Regions from separate parts of the Sus scrofa genome. Here all the other regions are linked to region 2. Evidence: chromatin contacts called from public Hi-C and HiChIP or PLAC-seq data. All regions are on one chromosome and are shown on one strand. The core of a region is the stretch at or near the end of the contact, and the rest is flanking DNA. Distances in the headings are between cores, read along the strand shown.

Region 1 (3,151 bases), core at 225-2,724, 230 kb before region 2:
CTGCACCACAGAAAAGGTCATCGGGGGCTATGTGGTCCTCAAGGGAGATCCTGGCACCCTCCCCATGGGCTGTGTGAGATTCAAACCTCCCTCTGCAACACATCCAGCTCTTAGGCCAAGCTCAGAGCCCAGCGAGCTCTGCATATTTTCCGGTTTCACAAGCTCCCCTGTGTTTCTATGGTCTCTCAGCTTCACATTTTGATGCCTCAGGTACTGAGGGGAGGAGTCTTAGGGTCAGTGACGTTTTTCTCTTTTCAATAATATGCAAAATGACGGCAAGCCTTCATCTCATGACGTCTTGGATATGGAGTTCAATCCAAATCATTACAGATGCTGACTCAGGTCATATTCGTTGGGGTTCTATGCCACACAGGTGTCATTACCACGACATGTCATGTCACAACCAGCCTGGTCTAGTACTGACACTGTCCTTCCTTTCAGAAGGTCCTCATTCACTGCAATTTAGGAATTGTGGAGTAGGTAGCATGAAAGCAGAGTCATAGTCAGAGATTTCTTGCCTTCAAGACAGCCAAAAACTTCAAAATTTTTTATTTGCAGCCAGAAAATCCAGAGTGTGGAGTGTGGGTGCATTTTTAGAACTTCGACAAGCTACATGTGATGATCTCAGGCCAAACCCAGGCCCAGACTTCTCTGCAACCTCCCCTCTCCACCAGTGCTCACTGAGGAGCTCTCCCTCCACCCTTTCCTGCCCTTGTCCCTTGGTCATCCTCAGCACCCTACCTCTGACTGGCCTCTACATCAGGAGGAGTGTGGCCCACTTCCCAGAGAAGGCCCTAGGAGCCAAACTGGGAGAGGGGGAGGGACCAGCCTTCAAGGCTGGCCAAGATGTCAGAAGGGATAGGGGTGCCAGACCCCAACTCAGATGAGGGACTTGCCATGGTCACATAGAATACCTGAGGCAGTTTGATACCACCAGAAGGGGAGCATTCTGAACTTAGAATTTGCAGGGGATGGTACTTGGTGGGGGCGCGGTGCTCAGGGCAAGGGTCCCTGTGCCCTCCATGCCTGAGGGGAGATTGGGGTGCTCTGGGCTCGTGGCAGCTGGGTGCTCAAAAGCCTAATCAAGCACTAAGCATTACGGGGGGTCCCGCAGTAGTGTCTCCAAGCTTGGCATGTTAGGGAACCTCAAATTCAGCCATAATCCGGCAGGACAGCAAGACTCTACCAGGTGACTCTCATTGCTGTGTTCACAGGTCCAAGAGACCCCTGGGCAGGAGCATCACTGGTTCATAGAAAGTGAAAGGTTCCGGGACAGGGTCTTCCAGCCAGGCAGACTCTACGGGCTCACAGCAAGGGGAATGTGCTGGGGTTTCCCTCGCAAAGATCTGAGGAGAGGAACCTCATGGCCCCGGATAGAGTCATTTCACCCGGTCGCATCCCCTGCCGCTCAGGCAGGGGGCGCGGTAGGCTCTTCCTTGCCTAGGGAGCGGAGCCGAACCAGTAGAGGCGTGGTCGGGGCGGGACCTCCGCGGGGCGGGGCGACGCGGAACCCTGGCGGCGGCACCACGGCAGGAAATCGGGGCTGGGCCCCGCCGGCGCCGGCGCGCGATCCCATCCCAGTCCCCGTCCCAGCCAAGCGATCCTCGGGTCGGGCCATGGACGCAACAGAGCCGGGTAGGCAGTCTGGGATATAGGATCCGAGAAGGGCCTCCCTCAACCATAGCCTACTTCCTAAATCAATGAGGGGCCCCGCCTGTCCCTCTCCGTCCAGGGAGACGGGAGGAGTTCCTGAATGGGAAGGACGCGAGGATCTTCCACTGTAGGGATCCCCAAGCTGAGAGGGGCCCAGTACACCAACCCCTGACCCCCTCCACCTTTGGAGGCTTCACCCCGGATGCCTGGGGGAGGGGGCCCAGGAAGGGGAAGTGGCCGCTTCTGCTTCTGATATTTGTGATGGGGGCAGGGTGTCACGACCGCTGATGGAGAGGGCAACACGGTAGGATCCCCACCCAGCTCCTCCATTGCCCAGGGAGGGGGAAACGCTGATCTAGGCCCCCTAGAAGGGGGCGCCTGCGGCAGAAATGTGGCAAGGTCCGATTCTGTTTCCGCCTGTCTTTGTGTCTCTGCTGTGCTTATTGAGCGTCATTTGGTCTTTATGCCTCTTGCAGTTTCAGTCTGCCTGTTTGTTTCTGCTGCAGGCCCTATGCTGGTCTGTCCCACGTGTATTTCCATCTGTCTGGCCTGAGGACCATGTGGTTCTATTGTCAAGCCGGCTCTTTCCCCGGGGAGAGTGTGGCTGTATCTGGGACATCTGTTTTGTCGCTTTGCTTCGGGGCCTGTGCATGTGTGGGTGTCTAAGTGCCTCTGAGCAGCTGTCTCTGTGTTGGGCTATGCCTTGAGTCCATCTGCCTGCCCTAAGTCAAGTCTCACCCAAGCCAGCTCAGAAACCCACCCCATTCTACATTCTCCGTGGAACCAGAACTCCCTCTCTCTCTCTCCCTCTCTCTCCCCACCACCCACCACCCACCTTCCAAACAACCTGACAAGGTGCCGTGGGTGGAGGGAGGCTTCCGTTGGCCCATGTGTGATACTCTCCTCCCCAAGGGCTACCCCCGGCTCCGGAGAACAGGAAGAGGTACAGCGATATCTTCCGGAGCCTGGACAACCTTGAGATCTCACTGGGGAACGTGTGAGTCTGAGGCTGGATCACCCCAAATCCTTAATGGAAATGGAAACCCATTTAGAAGCCCCTTTAGAAATCTGAAACTTCTGGATCCACTTAACTAATAAGCTGAGATGTCTAAGACCCTCAAAACACCTGAGTATCCCAAAACTCAACCCCCCCCAATCCACTGGAAATCCCCAAAGTGTTCCTAGGGCCCCCATGTATCCTTTTTGTGACGCTTGTGATTCCTTAAAACATTTGAGGTCTTTAAAATCCCACTCTGAACCCCAAAGTTACCTGGGACCCTTCAAATTCTATCTCAAGTCCCATAAAAGAACTTGCCTACTTTCCCCTGGCCCAAAACCCTGTCCCTCAGGATTTCCAGGTACAATAGATGTCACAAAGGTGATATCTTGGACCATCCCCAAACTGCCCTGGAGTCCTCAGCACCCCTAAGTTGGACAGACTGGGTGAAGGGTGGCATCGTGATACGCTTACCTCGCAGGACCCTTGAGATGCTGGCTG
Region 2 (3,116 bases), core at 21-2,520:
GGAAAATGGAAGTATTTATCAAAAACTAAGGGGTCCCAGAGTTCCCGTGGTGGTGCGGGGGAAAAGAATCTGAAGGTACCATGAGGTTGAAGGTTCGATCCCTGGCCTCACTCAGTTGCTTAAGGATCTGGCATTGCTGTGGCTGTAGTGTAGGCCTGGAGCTGTAGCTCAGATTTGACCCCTAGCCTGGGAACCTCCATATGCCACGGATGCGGCTCTAAAAAGCAAAAAAAAAAGTAAGGGGTCCCATCCAAAGTGAGAACAGTTCAGAAAAGTGGGGAACACCTCCAAGAAGGATTCTGACAGAAGCAGGAACACTTCAGATTAGTTGGGGGACACTTGAGAAAAGGAGGGTGTCACCCAAAGAAGCGGGAACAGAAAAGCCAGGAGAGCATCGCAGAAAGGTAGGGGGCAAGGGGGACCTATGAAAAGTGAGAGACACCACAAAACATCAAGGGCAAAAAAAAACACAGAACAGTGGGACAATATCTCACAGAAGCAGGGATCTCCTCAGAGAGGTGGGGATCCCCCAGAGAATTCAGGGGGAGGGTCCCCTAGAAGCAAAGATGTCTCCTGAGAGAGGTAGGGGTCCGTCAGGGAAGCAGGGGATCGCCTATGACAGGGGGTCCCAGAAAGGCAGGAGGTCACTCGGAGAAAGCAACCCCTCGGACAAGCAGGGGTCCCCTTTAAGAAGCTGGGAGGGGGAGTCTCAGACAGCTCCGGTCCTCAGAGAAGGGGCTCCCCAGCGAAGCAGGAGGTTCCCTCAAAGAGACAGGGGATCCTCAGGGAAGGGAGGATCCTCTCAAGAGGCGGGGTCCCTCAGAGAAGCGGGTCCCCTCAGACAAGGGGGTCCACGCAATGGAAGAGGCCCCCTCGAAGAAGCGGAAGCCCCAGAGAAGCCCCGGGCACCGGAAGCCGGGGACCCGCCAGCAGCGACGCCGGCCCCTCACTCACCGAAGTTGCTCGGCGCCTCTGCGGGCGACTGCTGGGGTCCCGGGGGGCCTCGGGTGGCAGGGTCGGGTCCGGTCGGCTCAGGTCCCGTGCGGCAGCTCCCTCAGGTGGCGCCCGCGGCGGCGACGGCGGCGGCGACAAGACGACGGACGGTCGACCGACGGACTGCGCGGGCGGCGCGGGGCGCGTTCGGGCGGCGGGGGTGCGCGTGCGCGCGCCGGGGCGCTGACCCCGGGCGGGAGGAGCCGCCGCGCCGCGCTCGGAGCCGCCGCTCCGTCTCGCCGCTCAGTCTCACACTGAAATTGCCCGCTTCGCCGCCCGGCTTCCCCGGTTGCTAGGCAGATTTCGTCTCGCACACTTCCGGGTTGAGGCGCGTCTCACCGAGTGGCGGCGCCTCAGGCCAATGAGGTCCGGCTAGGGTTCCCGGGATCCGCGCCCCAGAGAGGGCGTGGCCAGCTTCATGACGGACAGCGCCTTGCGGCCAATGATCGCGCGGGCCGGCTGGCCCTCGGGATCGCGCCGGGGGCCTGGGCGGGCCTGGAGAGGCGGGATGAGATGACCGACATGTGGTCTACCAATGGGAGAGTGGATCCGGACTCAGGTCCAGTCAGGGCGCTGCGGGGGCGGGGCTTTAGCTTCAGGGTCGGAGCACCGCAAGAGGCGGGGTCTAGGGGACGCGTCAATCCGTGGCCAGCTCGCTCGGACACTGGAGGGGGGTTCCGTGGGGATGCCTGGCGGCCAACAACTGACTGGACAGGGGGTTCCCCGCAGTGCTCAGCAGGGGCGCCCCACCCACAATGCACCGGAGGCGGCCTGGGCCGGGCGGGCGTGGGGCGGTTACGGTGGGCGGGGCAGCAGGAGGCGCGCTCCGAGGACACTGGGCGAGCTGTGGCCCTGCCTTGTTCCCGAGGGGTTTCATTGCCTCTGGGTTCTTTTCAGGTTAGAGTCACGGGCTCGACCCTATTCTGAGGAGACTGTTACGGATTCTTGCCCCTAGCCTGCGTTCTGAGGGGAACCTGCAAGAATCTTAGCCCTCGCCCCTTCTGAGAAGAGTTTTAGCGATTCTTGCCCTGCCCATTTTTCTGAGGAGAGTTGCCAGGATAAGAATGATTCTGTACAGTCGGGACCCCAGCTCTCTGTTCTAAGAAAACTTCTCGAGATTAGCGCCCCTGTCCTTTACTGAGGAGAACTTGAGGGACCTCAGGACCCACTGCCTTTGCTGGAGAGTATTTGGGGAACATACCCTGCCTCTTTTGTGAGCCCTAGTGGGGGCCTTCTCCCTCTGTGATCTGAGGGGCGGTGGGGGCCGCATGTCCCTGGCCTTCATTTCTGAAGATACCTTGGGAAATTCCTAACCTGTAAGTCCCTCCTCTGACAAGGAGAAATTTGGGACTTAAAGCACACTTTCTCTCTGCAGAGAGGAATTGCAGGAGACTTGTGGTCCCTCACCCTTTTTACTCAAGAATTGCCAGGCGGTTGCGGTCCCTGCACTTTTTCAAAGCAATATTTGAGTGTTGCAGGAGTTTCTCTTTTCCTAAGAAGTGCAACCGTTTGACCCTTCTGTCCTAGAAGAGTTACCCATTTAGCCCTCTTTTTTTGGGGGGGGATTTTTTCCAAGCAGCTGTCCACTCTTCCCCAAGGGTCAAATCTGTGGCTCTTCCTAATTCTGTCCCCTGTCAGGCTCTTCAGCCCCACTTTCCTTCTCTCCTGGGTGGGGCCCTTCCAAAAAGCATTCTTGCCTGCCACCTATCCCCAGACAAAACGAAGCAGTCACCCAGACTCTGATGTCACATGAACCCATGGCCTACTTCTGTCTTCTCCCAGTTTGTCTGAACTCCTCCCCTGACTTACCCCCCAAAGAACCTAAGTTATGCCCTTTGTAAGCAATCAAATAAATGTCCATTGATTCAAAGGTGAAGAAAGCGGCAATGAGAAAGATCCACAATACTCTAAGGATTCAATATGGCAAAACTTTTATTGCCCCCACTTTCTGCACAGAAGTGTGTAAGATGCTGAGATGTCTGAATTATAGGATGGAACTTTTAAGCCAAGATGAACGCAATGAAGGGAAACAGGCCTATTAGACAAGGCAGACTGTTATACTAAAGAGACACCAGGAATATGTTGTAGGAATGTAGAGGAGGAAGTAATTAAATGAGATAATG
Region 3 (3,017 bases), core at 70-2,569, 210 kb after region 2:
TCCTAGTCGGATTCGTTAACCACTGTGCCACAATGGGAACACAAAGACTCTCAGACATTTAGTCAAACGCATACAATATGTCCAGATTTGGAGTTCCCATCATGGCTTAGTGGTTAATGAATCCGACTAGGAACCATGAGGTTGTGGGTTTGATCCCTGGCCTTGATCAGTGGGTTAAGGATCCGGCGTAGCCATGAGCTGTGGTATAGCTTGTAGACGCAGCTCAGATCTGGCATTGCTGTGGTTCTGGTGTAGGCAGGCGTCTACAGCTCCGATTAGACCCCTAGCCTGGGAACCTCCATATGCCACGAGAGCAGCCCCAGAAAAGACAAAAAATAAATAAATAAATAAATAAATTTTTGTTAATTGGCTGCACCCAAGTCATATAGTTTCCTGAGCCAGGGATCAAACCTGAGCCACAGCAGTAACCAGAGCCACAGCAGTGACAATGCCAGATCTTTAACCCTCTGAGCCACCTGGAAACTCCAGTTTTCTGTTACATGAGCCAAAATTTTCCCTTTTGCTGGAGACTTTTTAAGTTGGATTTTTTCTTCCCCCTTGAAACCAGAGTTCTGGCTGATGGAAATGAAAAAGGCTTTTGCCAGGTGAAAAACAATGAGAAAGGAGCCACTCCAAGATGGAAGATGGCATTTACAGAGGACTGGAGATGTGAGAAAGCATAGATGGTGGCTAGCTGTATTATCTGCATGTAATAGCGTTGGCAGTAGATTGCAGGCAGGCAGAGGGGTCTGAATTCAGTTTGAACAACTGGGAGTCTATTCAGTGGGAGCCACCGAATTCTTTTTTCTTTTTTAACAGCTGAGCCTGAGGCATATGGAAGTTTCCAGGTTGGGGGTCTATTCAGAGCTGCTGCAGTTGGGGGCCTGTGCCACAGCAAGGGTGGAGTCCTAGCCACGTCTGCGACTTGTCAGTAGCTTGCGGCAACGGGCAAGGATCCTAAACCCACTGAGTGAGGCAAGGGATCAAAGCTCCATCCTCAGGGACACTATGCTGGGTTCTTAAGCCACAGAGCCACAACTGGAACTCTTTTTTTTTTTTTTTTTTTTGCCACCAGATGTTCTTAATCAAGGGAGTTCTGCAGTACGTGGGTAAATGAGTGTATTCGCCTCAGACTTGCTAAATACGTGCAGGTGAGGAAATTGAGTTTTAGAGACAGCGGCCACACAGGGGTCGCAGAGACAGTCTGGACTCAACCTCTGCCTAAGCTCACCGAGCGCCTTCGAACTACAACTTCCGACATGCAACGCGAGCGACTCCTTGTCCCTAGTGATTTGCCCCGGCTCCAAGCGTGATGATTGGTTGGATGGGCTGCTTGTCATACCAAAGTAGTGTTCTGAATGGCCGAGTTCCGCAAGGAGCTCGGAGCTTCAGGCCCGTGGGTCCCAGCACCGCGCTCCCGCCGGCAACATGGTGAGCCGGCATCTCCTAGCATGGGGGGCGCCCTGAGGGCCTGGGATTCCGCCAAGGGGATCCCGGGAGACATTGAGGAGACGGGGAACCTTTTGTGGGGGTTGAGTGCTTTGAGGAACTCTGGGTCGCGCTGAGGGCCATGTGTCCCTCTTTGGAGTCAGGATCTCGCTACGGGACCTATGAAGGGTTCGGGGATTGTGCAAGGAGACTTGAAGGCTCTGAGCAATTCTGGGCTTCTGACGAGTCCCTGGGGGGGCCCTCTAGGAGACTGGTTCTGCTGAGGGTTCGTCCATGGAAGGTACTGGGGATCTGAACACATTCAGAGCCCCTCGAGGGAGATCTTGGGTCCTGCTGGGCCCACTCTGGGGATGTTGTCCTGTGGGAGCTGTGGGGGCCGCGCTGACAGGGTCCATCGGGGGTACCTACTCGTATGAGGTGTGCAGAAGGACCAGGGAGAATCCTTAGAGGAGGGGGCCATGACAAGGGGCTCTGGCTTCAGAGTAGGTGAGGATCCCAGAATTGGAGACATCACATTTGAAACCCTCAGGTCTCACGCAGTTCTGGGTCCAACCCATTGCGTTTATTCTTCAAGCTTAGCCTGGCCCCTGTGGGCTGGGCTGGTGCCAGAAGAGGGAGGAACCGCCCCCCCCCCCAACCTCCCCGCCCCAACCCCGAGTTTGGACTGGACAGAGGGAAAGATAGGCTGGAGGGGTGGGAAGGCAGCTTCATCTTGGTTGGGTTGGGGGTGGGCGTCCCAGAGAAGGGACGTTTTAGGTGGGTCTGAAGTAAGAGCATTGATGGAACTGGTTGATGAAAATGGATGATGTTCCAGGCCTGGGTTCTGGACGCTGTGAACGGTGAGAGGAAGGGCTCTCAGAAACGGAATGGAGGAAAGTCACATTGATGTTACTTGGCAAGATTCTGGGATCATAGGTCCATTGAAGGGGCTTTAAACAGGGAAGGGACATGGGCTGATGGGAGGTTCCAGAGATTTTTGGAGATCTGCAGAGCGTGGACCCAAGACTGGAGGCTAATGGGGGTGGCCCTGGATAGACCTCTGGAGCCTAGGTGGAGGAATGAATGCCTGCCTTCCCCCTTCCCTTCTCATACTCCTTCATCCTAACATCCATCCTTCTGAAGCCTCTACTTCTCCCTCCTTTTTCTCCCTCTCCTTCCTACCGTCCTTCCTCTCCTAGGTATTGGGACCGCAGTTTGAACCATAGGTCTCCTCCTTGGGAAGGTGTCGGAGAGTAATGGGGTCAGTGATGGAGAACTGGGGGCCCTGGAGGGCCTCTGAGGGGGGCTGCTGGGGGTTGGGGGAGAGCGCAGGGCAATGAGGCAGGGTGGTCCTGAGCTGGGTCCGCGGGGCCTTGAGGGCTGAGGAGCGGAGTTGGACATTTACTATGAGACTGGGAAGGACCTGGGCTGCCTGGAGGAGCCCACAGTCATGCCCACGGGAGTGATGGGTGGGTGCTGGGGCCTCCGGGGAAGGGGCTGGAGGAGGCATGGTCTTCCAGCTCAGCAGAGAGGTCTGAACTGGAGGTGCTGTTGGGCTGGAGTCGTGCTGGGCTGGGTCGGTGGTGAAA
Region 4 (3,183 bases), core at 413-2,912, 160 kb after region 2:
GCTTCATCCCAGTGGACAAGGTGGCTCCATGCCAAGACCAGGAGTGGCAAAGAGGGCTTAGGGCCATGCATATCCTCCCTAAGGAAACTTTGCCAAGTGGCTGTAAAATGGGAGTGACTGGGACCAACACAGCAAGTTCGATGAGCCAGTGGATAGACAAAATGTGGCTTTGAGTTAAACACAGGGTTAAGCCCTCAACAACGGTCAGCCAGTATTGTAATGTGTCAGCCTGAAGAACTCACTGAATTCTCCAGCAGTCTTAGAAATAGAATTCCCTCCCTTTCACAGATGAGAAAACTGAGGCTCAGAGGTGTTGACATATTTGTCCAAGATCATACAACCATGGAGTGAGTGGCCCAAGCAGTATTTGAACCACATCTGGGCCTTCCAGTTTCCATGCTCTTACTAAATTCCTCTGGGGTAGGAAGGTGTTTTTGACATTCCCAGTCCCAGCCCTGAAATGAGCAGAGCCAGGTCTGGTTGGCAGCAGACCATGACTGAATGCAGGAAGTCCTGGCAGGCAGGGGCTGATGGGGCAGCCCTTCCGCTGGTGTCCCAGTTTCCCAGCCAGCCCCCACTCCTGGTGTGGACTTGGGCAGACACTAGTAGGCTGCCAGGAGGACCGTTCCCCTAGCCCTTGAAGAAAGGGGCTGCATCTTAGACCGTTCAGTTAAAGCCAGGAACTGCATCCAGTGGTTGCTCTGTCTCAGAACCCTCCATTCATGCAGATTGGATGGTGTACGACCCTTTCTCAAACACCTTCTGTGACTGCTTTAGGCCCATCAGGATCTGGCTCCACATATTTTATTCAAATTCGTGGTCTTTCATCCAACCAGGCCTTTGCTTATGCTATTCTTTCTGCCTGCCACTCACTTCCCCATTTTTCTCACCCTGGTCAATTCCTGCCCACCCATTAAAGTGCAGGTACAATATCTCCTCTCCCAGGAAACCCTCCCTCCAGGAAGAGCCCCTGCTTCCCCAGCCCTATCTCCCCCTTTGGCTTAGCCCTGGTCTTATGGGGTGGGAGTTTATGTGTCTAGCTCTGTCTTACCCAGATTGGGAGATCCTCAGGTTTGAAGCTGGAACTGAGGCCTCTTACAGTTTGGCATCACTCAGCACAGGGCTGAACAATAGGGAGTGGTGGGAGTTGTTTAGTGAATCAGTGAACCAAACATTTAGCTGTATTATCTGAGGTTTTGTATAATCCAATTTGGCAAACTCCTTTTCATCCTTCAAAATCCACCTCATATTCCCCCAAGAAGCCCATCCCAGGCATCTTTTACTGAGAAGACCAAAGGAAGCCAGTGCTCGCAACATCTTGGCCTCTTCCTCAACTGTTCGTCTGGCCTCTGGGAGGCAGTGAGGTGCAGGGGTTCCCAAGTTGCAGTTGCAGTTAGGGAATGAATTGAGCAGACTTCATTCTGCCGGCAGTAAGACATCATTATAAGAAGTCTCTCGGACTCCAAAACTAGTGCTCCATACCCGCGGGCACCAAAGGACAGTGCTCCGCACACAGTAGGCACACAACTGCTTTAGATGCTATCCTCTTGCCTCCATCTCCGAGCGATACGCAGTTATTGGGCGAGAGCCCTTTAAGAGGCGGGCACTGAGGGGGCGGGGCTCAAGTTAAACTCGGCCTCCGGAGTTAGGGATGGGCGTGCCTGAGTCACACTGCGTCTGCGCGGTGTTCACGTGGTTCCGGATCTGGGTTTGGTTTATAGATCTGTTAGAGAAACTGAGGCTCGGAGAGGAAGCAACCGCCCCGAAACCCACAGGAAACCTGTTTCCCTTCGTTGGACCCACTGTGAAAGGCCTGGCCCCAGGTCATTGTCAGTTTCCCAGTTTTTCCAGAAAGGAGGTGATCCAGGCGACATTTAGGACTGGAGTGGAGAGATAGTGACGGTTCTTGTGCGGTGTTACAGGTGAGGACGTGCACCCTCAGATGTGAACGAGGTCGCGCCCCTGTAGCTGCTTTGGTGCCTGGATTCGAACCGGGGCTGAGCCGAGATCTGAGTCCTCCGAGGCCTCGTGGAGCCAAGATGACCCACTCTTTGGTTTGCCCAGAGACTGTTAGCAAGTGAGAGAGGGAACCAGGCGGGTGCGGGGGGGTAGGGGAGGGGAGGCGGCGGGAAGTGGCGAATGGGGCCCTGGACCTGGGGTCCACAGAAATTGGGGAACCAGTGGTGAAGGAGGGGTGGGCCCGGTAGTGGGCAGGCCCTCGCCGCTGGGCTCAGCGCCTCTCCACGCCTTGATGCTGGTTGTTTCCAGGGTAAGTTCTGTGTTGAATCGTAACTACCGGCAGTTTGGAAAGAAACACCTGTTTGACCAGGATGAGGAGACGTGCTGGAACTCAGATCAGGTGAGGCACTCTCTCCCTGAACCCTCCATCCCCAGTGTGAACTAGAATCAGGGCAGTCAGGTTGGCCAAGGAGGAAACATGTGCTCACTGTGCCCTCCCACCTTCCACGGACTGTGTGAATGAGAGAGGGGCATAGCAGGGCTCTGAACCTGGAGTGACTGTGTACTGGTTTCCCTGTCTGCTTCCAGGGCCCCTCCCAGTGGATAATACTGGAGTTTCCCCAGCGCATCTGTGTCTCCCAACTGCAGATCCAGTTCCAGGGGGGCTTCTCCAGTCGCCAGGGTCGTCTGGAAGGTAATGGGAGGCCCTGGAAGGTGGGGGATTGGAGGGGGCACAATGGCCTCACAATCTGTCCCTTTCTCCTCTTCAGGTTCCCAGGGGAGTGAGGCTCTTGCTAAGATTGTGGACTTTTACCCTGAGGACAACAACTCGCTTCAGATATCCTGCCTTAGCCTCCGGGTGGGGTGGTCTGTGCCTCTGAAAGCTGTGGGTCCTGGTGTGTGACCTTAAGCAAATGGTCTCTACATCTGTCAAATGCGCTAATAATCTGTTCTGTGCGAGAGTTCAGAGGGGCCCACAGCTGCCAGGTTGCCTAGCATGTTGGTGATACCAACCTGGGGCTGGTGGGTGGGAAATAAGGCACCTGTTTCCCTTGACTGCCCTGCTTACACATTCCCTGTGCCAGCTGCTGAGGTAGACCGGCTGAAGGTGACATTTGAGGACACCACTGATTTCTTTGGCCGAGTGGTCATCTACCACCTTCGGGTACTAGGGGAGAAGAAAGTATGAGACCGCTGGGTGGCTCTCTCCTACAGGAAGCCCTC

The links. A called contact is a pair of places that touch in the nucleus more often than the background predicts. HiChIP or PLAC-seq counts read pairs in DNA pulled down with a chosen protein or histone mark.
Region 1: a contact with region 2 is called in a Hi-C map of skeletal muscle, with 4 times the contacts expected there. The contact joins the promoter of GMIP here to the promoter of GATAD2A in region 2. A contact is called at or near these places in 3 of 47 Hi-C or Micro-C datasets (embryonic fibroblasts, retroperitoneal adipose tissue and skeletal muscle).
Region 3: an H3K27ac HiChIP or PLAC-seq map of alveolar macrophages shows a contact between it and region 2. The contact joins the promoter of TMEM161A here to the promoter of GATAD2A in region 2. A contact is called at or near these places in 1 of 5 promoter capture datasets (liver) and 1 of 2 datasets of contacts at active chromatin or transcription factors (alveolar macrophages).
Region 4: a Hi-C map of liver shows a contact between it and region 2, with 7 times the contacts expected there. The contact joins the promoter of NR2C2AP here to the promoter of GATAD2A in region 2. A contact is called at or near these places in 1 of 5 promoter capture datasets (liver) and 3 of 47 Hi-C or Micro-C datasets (heart right ventricle, liver and skeletal muscle).

Annotation. Positions count from the first base shown.
Region 1 is chr2:58,285,403-58,288,553 of Sscrofa11.1, forward strand. It overlaps GMIP (GEM-interacting protein), which reads left to right and starts at 1,475. Exons shown (of 21, transcript XM_005654928.3): 1 at 1,475-1,635; 2 at 2,566-2,650; 3 at 3,132-3,151. The coding sequence starts at 1,617.
Region 2 is chr2:58,516,038-58,519,153 of Sscrofa11.1, forward strand. GATAD2A (transcriptional repressor p66-alpha) reads right to left here and starts at 1,271. Exons shown (of 13, transcript XM_021083423.1): 1 at 955-1,271.
Region 3 is chr2:58,727,419-58,730,435 of Sscrofa11.1, forward strand. TMEM161A (transmembrane protein 161A) reads left to right here and starts at 1,320. Exons shown (of 12, transcript XM_021083443.1): 1 at 1,320-1,431. The coding sequence starts at 1,429.
Region 4 is chr2:58,674,325-58,677,507 of Sscrofa11.1, forward strand. It overlaps NR2C2AP (nuclear receptor 2C2-associated protein), which reads left to right and starts at 1,663. Exons shown (of 6, transcript XM_021083440.1): 1 at 1,663-1,823; 2 at 1,923-2,077; 3 at 2,269-2,359; 4 at 2,548-2,653; 5 at 2,730-2,797; 6 at 3,029-3,183. The coding sequence starts at 2,040. The coding sequence ends at 3,148.